Linked DNA regions of Mus musculus: region 1 is linked to region 2. A link is a contact called in public Hi-C data. All regions are on one chromosome and are shown on one strand. The core of a region is the stretch at or near the end of the contact, and the rest is flanking DNA. Distances in the headings are between cores, read along the strand shown.

Region 1 (5,317 bases), core at 1,285-3,784, 71 kb after region 2:
CCAGCCCTGTGTGGCCAGTGTTCTAACCACTGAGTGGCCCCCCTCAACCCCTACTCCAGCCCCCTAAGAGATTTCCTTAGACATCCTTAAACGCCTTTGACTCTTCTGCTTAACTGGAGCTATGAGTGAGCTTACTTCCTGGAGACCAAAGTAGCCCTATGCCTTGGACAGGCTCCATGGCCACTGTTGCACTCCCTTGAGCTATGCCAAATTATCTTTAGTTCAGTGGCTTACTGTGAGCATGGAGTTCCTTCTTAGACCTCTATTTTGCATTTAAATGACTGCCTAGATCTGTATTCAATGTTTGTTTGTTTGTTTGTTTGTTTGTTTTGTGTGTGTGTGAAAAATATTTTACTTTGAAGAACTGGCAAAAATATCATTTCTTAGGTAATAGGACTGTAGCAGCTTAGATATACAAGGAAGCATTCTCTTTTAAAAAGGGAAATATACTATTGGCGTAGCTTTGCACTGTCATGTGGGACCCCAACCTCTATTTTATTGGTCTATAATATTTTGGGCTTGTCTTAAAATTTTAAGGCAACCATTTAATCCAAGAAGGCTCCAGTATTGTGGGACACCATATTAGCTAGCTTTTGCTGCAATAATCTTGAGGGACACAATAGCTCAGAACGTAATTGTTTGTAACTATGGGCATTTATCTCTGTCACTTCTAGGTCTCCAGTCCTATGGAGTAGCTCTAAAATCAGGTCAAATGTTAGCTGTAGGTTGATGCTGAGGCCTGATTCATGTTTCTCCATGTTCTCCTTGGCCAGGAGGAGCAGATCCTAGGGAGTGAGTCCAGGAGGATACACATCCAATAGCACCCCATTGGTCATTTAAGAAAGATGGCCACAATGACAGACATGATGCAGAGAAATACTGTGGTTTGAAGGGACAAAGGGTGTGGTTGTGATTTGGATCTTGGATCTTCCCCAGAAGCCTAGGGGTTGAAGGCCTACTCTCTAGCCTGTGGTGGCAGGCCATTTGGGTATGCCAATTAGTGGGAGGAAGTTAGGTCACTGGCATCACACCCTTGAAGTGATACCGGGGCCCCAGCACTTTCTTGTCTTTGCTTCTTGGCCGTCAAGATCTAATAAATAAATCTCTTCCTTCTTGTGTTCTTGTCATGACATGCTGCACCACCACCAGGGCCAAGCAAGCATGAATTGAAACCTCTGAGACTATGATCCAAACAAATATTTCTTCCATTTAAAGCATGAACTCAGGGAGCTAGGGAGATGGCTTAGTGCTTAAGAGTACTCCCTTGTGTTGGAGAGGACTTGAATTTGGTTCTCAGACCCACAAGAGATGGCTCACAAGTTGGTTGTTATAACTCAGGCTCCAGGGGCTTGGACATCCTCTGCAAAAATCTGTGGGCACCTACACCAATGTGCACCTCCCAACACATACTTGTGCACATAATTTAAAATAATAAAAAATAATTTAAAAAATTGGCTACTGGTTAGCTTATGTGTTTTGTCACAGTAATGAGACTATCTAATACAGGTAGGTGGTCTAAGTCTATTAAAAGATGGAACGAGAAATTACTCCTGTAATCTAACATACTATAGATACCATATTTGAATGCCAGGTGAGGCAGGAGGTGGAACGGGACCACGGAAAGCATCTATGAGCCTCAAAACCATTTTGAGAGTCTCACACAAAGCTTCCCAGTTATATTTCACTGGCCAAGACCTTTTCTTATTGGTTAGTTTTGGCACCAGGGCAGCTGGGAAATGCAGTCTTTATTGAGGGTTGCAATGTCTTCAGCTAAAATTGGTGTTCTGTTAATAAGGTGGGGGGGTTGTGAATATGTGAACAGTTAGTTTTCCCCACAGCATGCAGCAACGTGTGGGATAAATGCACTGTGGTGTGTTGTCTTGAGCTGAGAGCTCAAGACCCCTACTGCCGAGTGTGTTAAGCCAAACTACAGGGAAACGATGGTTATCCACCATCAGGTGTTGCTTGACTTCTGCCACACAAGGCAGGAGACTCAGCATCTGATCCCTAAAGCTCCGTCTATTTGACTCTCTTCCCCTCCTGGGTTGGAACCACTGTGTCCTAACTTTGATTCTGGGTGCAAAAAGAACGTTTTGGTGGCGTACCTACAGTTTGGCCTCTGTGCTGCAGGGAGAGGCAGGGTTGCTGGGGTTCCAGACCTCCTTGACTTGGGAGTCACCCACTGAGAGCACTGTAGAGCCTCAAGTCAAAACCAGTCCCCTAGTCCCTTAGCTGGAACAGCCTTGGCAGAGGGAATAGGGAAGGAAGGAGGGAAGGAAGGAGAGAGAAAGGAGGTAGGAAGGAGATATATGAGAGAGAGAGATATGAGAGAGAGAGATATGAGAGAGAGAGAGAGAGAGAGAGAGAGAGAGAGAGAGAGAGAGAGAGAGAAGAGATCCTGTGGGGTACTGGCTGTCCAGCTAGCTCTCCTGGAGCGCCCTGCTTGCTCAAGTTCACTGCCAACTCCACCGCCCCCGGGTGGCCTAGGGCGAGGCGGGGCGAGGCGGGGAGGGGCGGGGCGGGGCGGCGGCGGCAGCGCGGTTGTCAAGCTCGCGCTGAGGAGACTGTCCTTGCGCCGTGGCTGCCGCCAGCAGCAACCTAAAGGAAGAGGAGACCTGGATCGCTCTGTGCAGCGAGTAGTCCCGGCGCCTTCCTGCGCCCGCTTGGCCGCCGTCGGGCCACGTCCAAGAGCTGCCACCTGCAGCCAGGCCGCCAACCATGCCAGCCGCGCCGGTCCTGCGCCCGCCGCCGCCGCCAGCGACCCCCGCCCCGCCGGCACCCAGTCGCCCTGCGCCTCCCATTCCGGGTAAGTGCCCTCGGTGACTGTCGGGAACCCCACTCTGAGCGATGGGGCAGCAGAGGCAGACCCTACGGGGATGCACTGTGCAGGCATGTGTGCAGGCTTGCGATTTGAGTTCATGTGTGCTCTGCGTGAGTCTGTTGTGTGCATGTGTGTACTTGTGCAACCCCTCTACACAACGGGAAACTTGCTAGGGGGTGACACCAGCTTGAGCGGTTCCCCTCTGGGCAATCAGAACGCCATTCCTGGAAAAACATACTGGGCAGGTGCAGGAGGCTGCAGGAAGAGTCACCACAGAGGGAGCTGTCGTTGATTAATCTTCATGGGGGAGGCACTAGTCACCCAGAGACGTCCCTCATTCCATCCTTTTCTGAAAGAACCTCTGTTTTGAAGCTCTAGAGCTACCTCCTTGTCAAAGGTCATCCAAGAGTTGTGGAGAGGTTTACTGAACCCTGCTTTCCAGAGCGCTGTTTCTAGCCAGAGAGTCACAGAAGAACAAAGGGGGGTTAGAAAGAAACAGTACAGGCAGAGTGTTTGGGAATTAGCAGGCTAGATCAGAGCGGGAGAAATAGAACCATCAATTCATTTCAAATATAGCCCCACGTTTTCACTCCTTTCCACGTCTGGCTCTGGGGGCGAGGTGTGGTGGAGAAAGGATGAGGCAGCTCCCGGGCCGGGCAGAGGCGTCTGGGGACACCTTCCCAGAGTATGTGCCTGCTGGGAGTGGGGCTGAGAAGCTGTGGAGGGAATTAGGTTGTTACTTGCTCCATATAGTGAGTCATTTCTCTGCCTCACTCCTTCTGAGTCCAGACCATTCTCTGTCCTCTACTTGATGGTTGATAGCCGTCCAGTGGGAGCTAGGTCCCACTCTCAACCGCTCTTATAACATATGCTGGCATTAAGGAGACTGTTTTGGGGCCTGCAGAGGGGGGTCTGTTGGCTTTTACAGGGGTGATCTACTGGGGCTAGTGTTGGGCTAAGGATCACAGAGAAGCGAGGTTCCCAGAGCTCTAGGTAGGGACACGTTATTCCTGGGGGGGGGGGGGAGAAAGCAGAGCCCCAGGGAGGAAACAGGGCTGTGGAGTGCTGGTTTGTCTACTCCCAACTTCAGCAAAGCAAGTTCTCTGTGATAGTATTGTTAGCGCGATGCCACGGGAGGAAGGGCAAAGGGAGGCAGCTGTGATTTCTGAGTTATACTTACTGACCAGCTCTCTCTCCACAGTCCTATTGTGGCACATTAGAGCCCCGAGTACTTGGCTCTGAGCTGTAAGTCACCCCCTACCTCCACTGGAGGCTGACCTTTGCGCTGCTCAGCTGTTACATGTTCAGAGCAAGGACTGGCTGTAAGTGCACATCTCTCTGGGGCAGCCCCTGACTGACAACTAATGGGTCTTGAGGAGAACATTAGTTAGCTCACCTCCTAGGCTCCTCACTAGGACACTGAGTGAGGCGTGATGTTCTTTGTTTATCATTAAGTTTCTTTGTCATTACATGGTTAACTCCCAAGGATCTTTGAGGGTCTTGCTTCCCTCACTCGGCTTGCTTTTGGGTCTTAGCTGGCTTCTGCAGTTCTCAACCACTCTTTCCTGTGAACAACAATGAATACACTCACTCCCTGTCATAGGGATTCCTCCTTGGGGTCTGATTCTGAGAAACAACAGCAAAACCAACCAACCAACCAACCAACCAACCAACCAACCAACTAACCAGCCAACCAACCAACCAACCAACCAAGGAAACAAACCACAGAACATGGAATCATTTCCCTCCTATTCTAGTTTGCTCTTCTTTGCTGTCATAAACACCATGGCCAGAAGCAGCTTGGGAAGGAAAGGGTCTATTTTAGCTTATAGGTTACAGTCCGCTATGACAGGGAATCAGGACAGGAACTCAGGGCAAGAACCTGTGGACAAGCAGAAGCAGGGGTCACAGAGGAATGCTGCTTAGTGGTTTGTCCCTATGTCTTGGTCTTATATAACCCAGGCTGACTTGTCCAGAGGTGGCACTGCCCACAATGAGCTGGGCCCTCCCACGTTAATCATTAATCAAGAAAATGCCCACAGACTTACTATTAGTCTTATGGAGGCATTTTCTCAATTGAAGGCCCCTTTTCCCAAATGACCCTGGTTTGTGTCAACTTGACCAAAATAACTAACCAGCACATGTCCCCCCTCCCTCCTTCCCTCCCTCCCTGATTTCTTTCCATGTTTGTTTTTGGGAGGAGGCTCTCATGTGAACTAGGCTGACTTTGAACTATATATGTACCGGAGGCTGGCCTTGAACTCATGATCCTTCTGCCTCCACTTCTCGAGTGCTGGGATTACAGATATGTGCCACCATGTCTGAGAGCCTTCTCACTCTTAGTGTGCTTCCTCCTCCCACTGTTCCTTACCAGCAGCATTGGTAGCAGCAGCAGTGGAAAGCCTGCTTCTTCTAGGTCGCCTTTAGGTGAATTCACAGTGCCTCATCTTGGCTCATGGTCTTGGTGCCCAGACCCAGGACTGGCAAACCTCAGCA
Region 2 (5,649 bases), core at 243-2,742:
GAGAGGAAGAAGAACATGAGGAAGAGGAGGGTTCCATCAAAGTGGAAACGGTGGATGGTATAGATGAGGAGCAAGAGAGTGAAGCCTGTGCAGGAGGAGCCACAGTGGAGCCAGCAGGGGACAGCCAAGGAGCAGAGGGATGTGTGCCGGACCACCCACACCAGCTGGAGCATCTACATCAGATCTTTGTGACGAAGAACCATGTCCTGTGCCAGGAGGTGCAAAGAAATTTTATTGAGCTCTCCAAGTCCACCAAGGCCACCAGTCACTATAAACCACTGGATCCCAATGTCCACAAACTCCAGGACCTGAGGGATGAAAACTTCCCTCTGTTTGTGACTTCTAAACAGCTTCTCCTCCTGCTCGATGCCTCTCTGCCAAAACCTTTTTTTCTGAGAAACGAAGATGGAAGCTTAAAAAGAACCATTGTAGGATGGTCCACACAGGAAGAGTTTAGCATCCCCAGCTGGGAAGAGGATGATGAAGAGGTTGAGGCAGATGGGAACTACAATGAGGAGGAGAAAGCTACAGAAACACAAACAGGGGACAGTGATCCCCGGGTGTATGTGACATTTGAGGTGTTCACCAATGAGATATGGCCCAAAATGATCAAAGGGAGAAGTTCCTACAACCCAGCACTGATTTGGAAAGAGATAAAATCATTCCTGAAGGGTTCTTTTGAGGCTCTTAGTTGTCCCCATGGGAGACTGACTGAAGAAGCCTATAAGAAATTAGGGAGGAAACGATCCCCCAATTTTAAGGAAGATCGGAGTGAGATCTACAGCCTCTTCTGCCTGTATCAACAGATCAGGTCCCAGAAAGGGTATTTTGATGAAGAGGACGTCCTGTACAACCTGTCCTGGAGGCTGTCGAAGCTCAGGGTGCTCCCCTGGTCCATCCATGAGCTTTATGGTGATGAGATTCAGGACTTCACCCAAGCAGAGCTGGCACTGCTGATGAAATGCATCAATGACCCCAACGCCATGTTCCTTACTGGAGACACTGCCCAAAGCATAATGAAAGGCGTGGCTTTCCGTTTCAGTGACCTGCTCTCTCTGTTCCACTATGCCAGCAGAAGCACAGTAGACAAGCAATGTGCTGTTCGAAAGCCCAAGAGGATCCATCAGCTGTACCAGAATTACAGATCTCACTCAGGTACCTCGGGCCTTAGGGGAGGGGCTGGAGCATTGGTCTTGAGCTAAGTCTGTATCAGAAGAAAGAGCTAGTGGTTTGAAATTTGTTAGTTGATAATGCTCCCGAGCAAGAGAACTTAGGATTTTTGCCAGCACTCATCTGTAAATAGATCACTGAAGATGTAGTGATAGAAATGAATCTTAAATGACTGTGTATTCATGATGTAATGGACATTTCAGGAGAGCATTTAAAGTGCGATGTAAGCCCTTGCTCACTAACACTCCTTTGTAGTAGCACCAGTCATCTGGCCAGAGATCATTTGCTCTAATGTGATAGAAATTGTTGATGACAAGAAGCATGTTTACAGTAGTAGGGAGTGACAGCAGGCAGGCAGGCAGGAGCCACAGCAGGTGGCACTGTGGACGTGCACAGAAGTCCTGCTGGCATTAAGTGGTAGGACCTTTAACTCTAAAAATGTTACAGCTCTAGTGTAGGCCTGGGAAGTCAATTTTTTTCTTTTTCTTTTTCTTTTTAATTTGAAATTTAAGTAAATTTAAATATAAGTATATCACTTAGCCTTGATTATGCTCCCCAAGTCTCCCATCTGCCCCTTCTCTCAAATTCATGGCCTCTTTTTCTTTAATGATTATTGTTATACACACACACACACACACACACACACACACACACACACACTCTACTCAATCTGTTTAGTGTTTGTCATGGGGTAGCCCCAGCAGTTGACAGGTTCCTGGTGAGGGAGGAGTCAGGCATGGTGATCAAGGGAGTCTTGCAGCTCTGACTGACTAGCAATCAGGCTGCTTCTTTATTTATGGAGATTTTTACAGAACAAAGATAGACTCATGATTCTTCAAAAAGTACAGATTATATCACTTTGTCTCTGGACATGTGCTTGATTATTCATTACATGTTTGGGTTTATGAACAAAGCAAACATATTTATTATATGACAGCCTGCTTTTAGGCTGACAGTATTTGCAGCTTGAAAGTATTCCAGACAAATAGAAAATATTTGGTCTTTTTATGGATAGCAAAAACTGATACCTAATTCCTTTTTCTTATATCCTTTTATCATCCACTCTATTAAGTAGGAAAAGTTATTTTAGTCAATATGTCTTATTTACTGAGTTCTAGTCCTCCAGGGGCAAACTCTGTGTGAGTGCCTATCTTTAAACTACATTTTTAGAAAGCCCTAAGCATATTCTAAAAAGAGGCCTTTGATGTATTACCAATTCTCCTGACCAGTTGGAGTTTGTCAACTATTTCTAAGTTTACTCTGTTTCAATTATACTGTTTGAGTTTGATCAGGGATGGATATCCCAAGATTACTGATGTCGTGTCCTCATAAAGAAATTCCTAGTGTTTTTGCCAGATAAAGTTATTTCCCTAAAGGGAGAAGGAATAGGAAGCTTAGGGCTTTCCTAAGTAGACTCCGATGTAATTTTCTTGGGAAAAGACATAAAATGAACCATAATGCAGAAAGTCCCTAAGAATGGAACAAGAGTGGAACACACAGAGACTAAAACCTAAAAGCGAGAGACAGAATGACAGAGATCACAGCATTTGGCTCAGCGCTGCTGCAACTGTGTCAGACAGCTGTGCTGGCTTCAGGATTTTTGCCATTTCCGGTTGAGATAGCTGTTCCAAATATTGTTTGTGTGTGTATGTTTTCAGGACTGATCAGTAGGTTTTAGATAACCAAATAGTGGGTTTATCCCTGAGAAAGGCTAACTCCCCTCTCTCTGCACTCCAGCAATAGTGTTGGGCTCCACTTCCCCCTTCCGTAGTAGCATGCTTGCTGGTGTTAACACTGTTCAGGGAACAAGGCTGAAAGTCAGGAATGTTTTATCCTTGGCAGCTTTAGGTGGGTTCAGGTACCGAGACTCCTTACCTCTTGACAGTGGCTAATGTTATAACTCCCAGGCCTGAAGTCTCGGAAGCCATTGGCCCTAAAAGCTTGACAGCTCTTTGGAATCCTAAGCCACCTGGGCCTGCAGTGTCTCTTTGGCTCTTTAATGGCCTTTCTCCTTCTGCAACCTCAGTTCTCTCCATCTATCTGATTACTCCATCCCACTTGCCCCTGTCCTGACTGCTCTGCTGAACTCAGGGCCTCTTCTTCATTGGCCAGCTGCTTGTCATCTGCTCAACTGCCTCTACTGTTATAGCCTCTCTCCTGCTATTGCCCTCATGGCACAGGGCTGCCTCAATTGACTGACTGCTTCTTTCTTCATTACCAGTCCAGTCTGATGCAAAGCAAAGGAGAAAAGGCCTTTTATTGTGCCTAATATTGTGACACCATGGAAGGGAAGCTGCTTAGGAGGATGTCTCTCAACTACTTGAGCCAAGCAGCCTGCTTATTGGCCAGAAAAGGGGTGCTTGCACCAATCACAGCACACTTTGAATGCAAACAAAGGTTGGCTCTGTAGTGCCAGAATTATTCTTCCTCTGGAGTAGGTGGAAATGGTTGCAGGGACATCTAGAGGTTATTGAACCTTGTTGTAGCAAAGTCCCCTAGAAACTGTTTGAAAGAGTTCTGATTGACTGAAGCTATGTCTCCAGGAATTGGGGCAGTTGGCTGCCATCATTGTATAGTTTTCTCAAGGCATTCATGGAATTCAAAATGGCTGGTTCTGGTAATTCTGCTGGCTGTTTGACAGTCCTTTTAATTAAGATGGCCAGGGCAGCAAGAGAGAGACCAGCAGCTGCCAATTAGGGAATCAAACTGCCTGCCTCCCAACTTCCTTGCTTATTTAGAAGACATTAAAAAATTTATTAATGCTGACTGTGGTGGTACACATTTTTAATTCCAGCACTCTGTAGCCAGAGGCAGGCAGATCTCCTTGAGTTCAAGGCTAGCCTGATTAACATAAGTTCCAGGTTAGCCAGAGCTACATAGTGAGATCCTGTCTCAACAAGAAAAGCAAACAGAGAAAGAAACAAACAAAAAAACCTTACCATTAACTCTAATAATGACTAGAATAGCATTTTAATGATGCTTAACACTTGCCCAGTGCCACCAGGAAAAGATGAGTCCACTTTATCAGCTTAAAATAAGTAATGTTTGGTTAATAATTCATCAGTCCTTAAAATAGTTTTTTTTTTCTCAAAGAAGCCAATTGGGAGATAATATACACTTGAACACTTTCTCTTTTCCTTTTGCATTTTTCATGTGCTGTGTATGTGTGTAGGCATATCTACAAGTGTATTGGTACACATGTGTGGGTGTGTAGATAGGTATACATGCATGTGTGTGTAGAAGACCAAGGCTGAAGTTGGGAGTGAGTCTCCCTTGATCCTTCTCCAACTTAATCATTAAGGCAGCCATCCTTTATTGTTTTCTTCCTGTCACTTATCTTTCTGTTTCTATGGTGTTGTCTGTTATAGACATCTCTTGTGACTTGAAAGGTACAACGAGTGCATATTTTACTTAATTTTGTATGATTTATTTTACTTAATCTTTTCAAGATTTATCAAAGATATATCCAAATATAGTGTGTGTGTGTGTGTGTGTGTGTGTGTGTGTGTGTGTGTGTGTGTGTGTTTCCTTTTCATGGTTGGCCTGTCTTATTCCTTATGTATGGTAATATCAAAAATTACTTACCTAGTTTCCTGGAGAATATTTAAGTGAATTCCAGTTGTTCAGCAAAGTACTTTTATGCCCCTCTTGGGCTCCTCCATCAGTGTAAATTTTTGGCCATTGCTAGTTCTTAACTAACAGAAAATGACAGTGGCAACAGATTTTCTTAGGAACAGCAGTTGATAATTATGTTCATTATTACTATATATTGGAAATTTGTAAGAATTAAAGAATTAGGTAATACATTTTATCTTCACTATTTGATAATAGTTGTGACAACACATGCAGTTTTTCAGTGCTCTGCCTTAATCTACTTGGTGTTAGGCAATGACAGATGGCTTCTAAGGGAATTAGAGAGACCCAAGAAGATAGGTATCCAGTGTACTTGAGATCCCATCACTTAGAGGGGGTTAGTTATTTCTCAGGCGGTGGAATCCATTAGTAACATCTCCATGGTTTTGTCTGGCCCATTGGGTTCTTGTAATGGTTTTATGGAGTGATTGTTATGAGGGTGACTATTGTATCTCAGACTTTAGTCAGGATTACTTTACAGCACTGATAAGAAATGAGACCTGATTGGGGAAAGGAAAAAAAAAACTTTTTGAAAAGTCTGTTCTCTAGTTCTGACAATTTCCCTTTGTACAGTCCTATTTCAGCTGTGTAAACCTGGAGAATTAGGATGATAGAGGCCTTGGTTGTCTCCAGTTAACAATTCCTCATGCTCTTACCATGGAAATGTTGCTTCTAGTGCTGTGGGGACCAATGGGAGGAAACAGTGATTCTTGATTTCCTATCATATTCTTACCATATTTATATAGACATTCTAGTACCTTTAGTTGTAGTGACATGTCTGCCTTGAGTTATTTAGCAGTGATCTTTCTGTTATCATCAGAAGTTGAAATTGAGGGCCCATAAACC

Evidence for each region. Hi-C and Micro-C count contacts between places; a contact is called where the count stands out from the background.
Region 1: a contact with region 2 is called in a Hi-C map of the N1E-115 cell line, with 2.2 times the contacts expected there. The contact joins the promoter of Dclk3 here to the enhancer-like site in region 2. A contact is called at or near these places in 7 of 39 promoter capture datasets (the 3T3-L1 cell line, the HPC-7 cell line, cranial neural crest and 4 more), 8 of 484 Hi-C or Micro-C datasets (the CH12 cell line, the HL-1 cell line, the N1E-115 cell line and 5 more), 2 of 115 datasets of contacts at active chromatin or transcription factors (embryonic stem cells and forebrain) and 1 of 9 other capture datasets (pancreatic islet).

Annotation. Positions count from the first base shown.
Region 1 is chr9:111,436,547-111,441,863 of GRCm38.p6, forward strand. Dclk3 (doublecortin-like kinase 3) reads left to right here and starts at 2,535. Exons shown (of 5, transcript NM_172928.5): 1 at 2,535-2,806. The coding sequence starts at 2,719.
Region 2 is chr9:111,366,394-111,372,042 of GRCm38.p6, forward strand. It overlaps Trank1 (tetratricopeptide repeat and ankyrin repeat containing 1), which reads left to right. Exons shown (of 22, transcript NM_001164659.1): 11 at 1-1,155. Among named protein-coding and RNA genes, the nearest start is that of Gm51693, 32 kb to the right of the region's middle. Within about 2 kb of position 1,493, at least 2 of the 459 cell types and tissues checked have an H3K27ac peak or open chromatin away from gene starts, as enhancers often do. A contact at or near this core is called in the N1E-115 cell line, where this site is marked.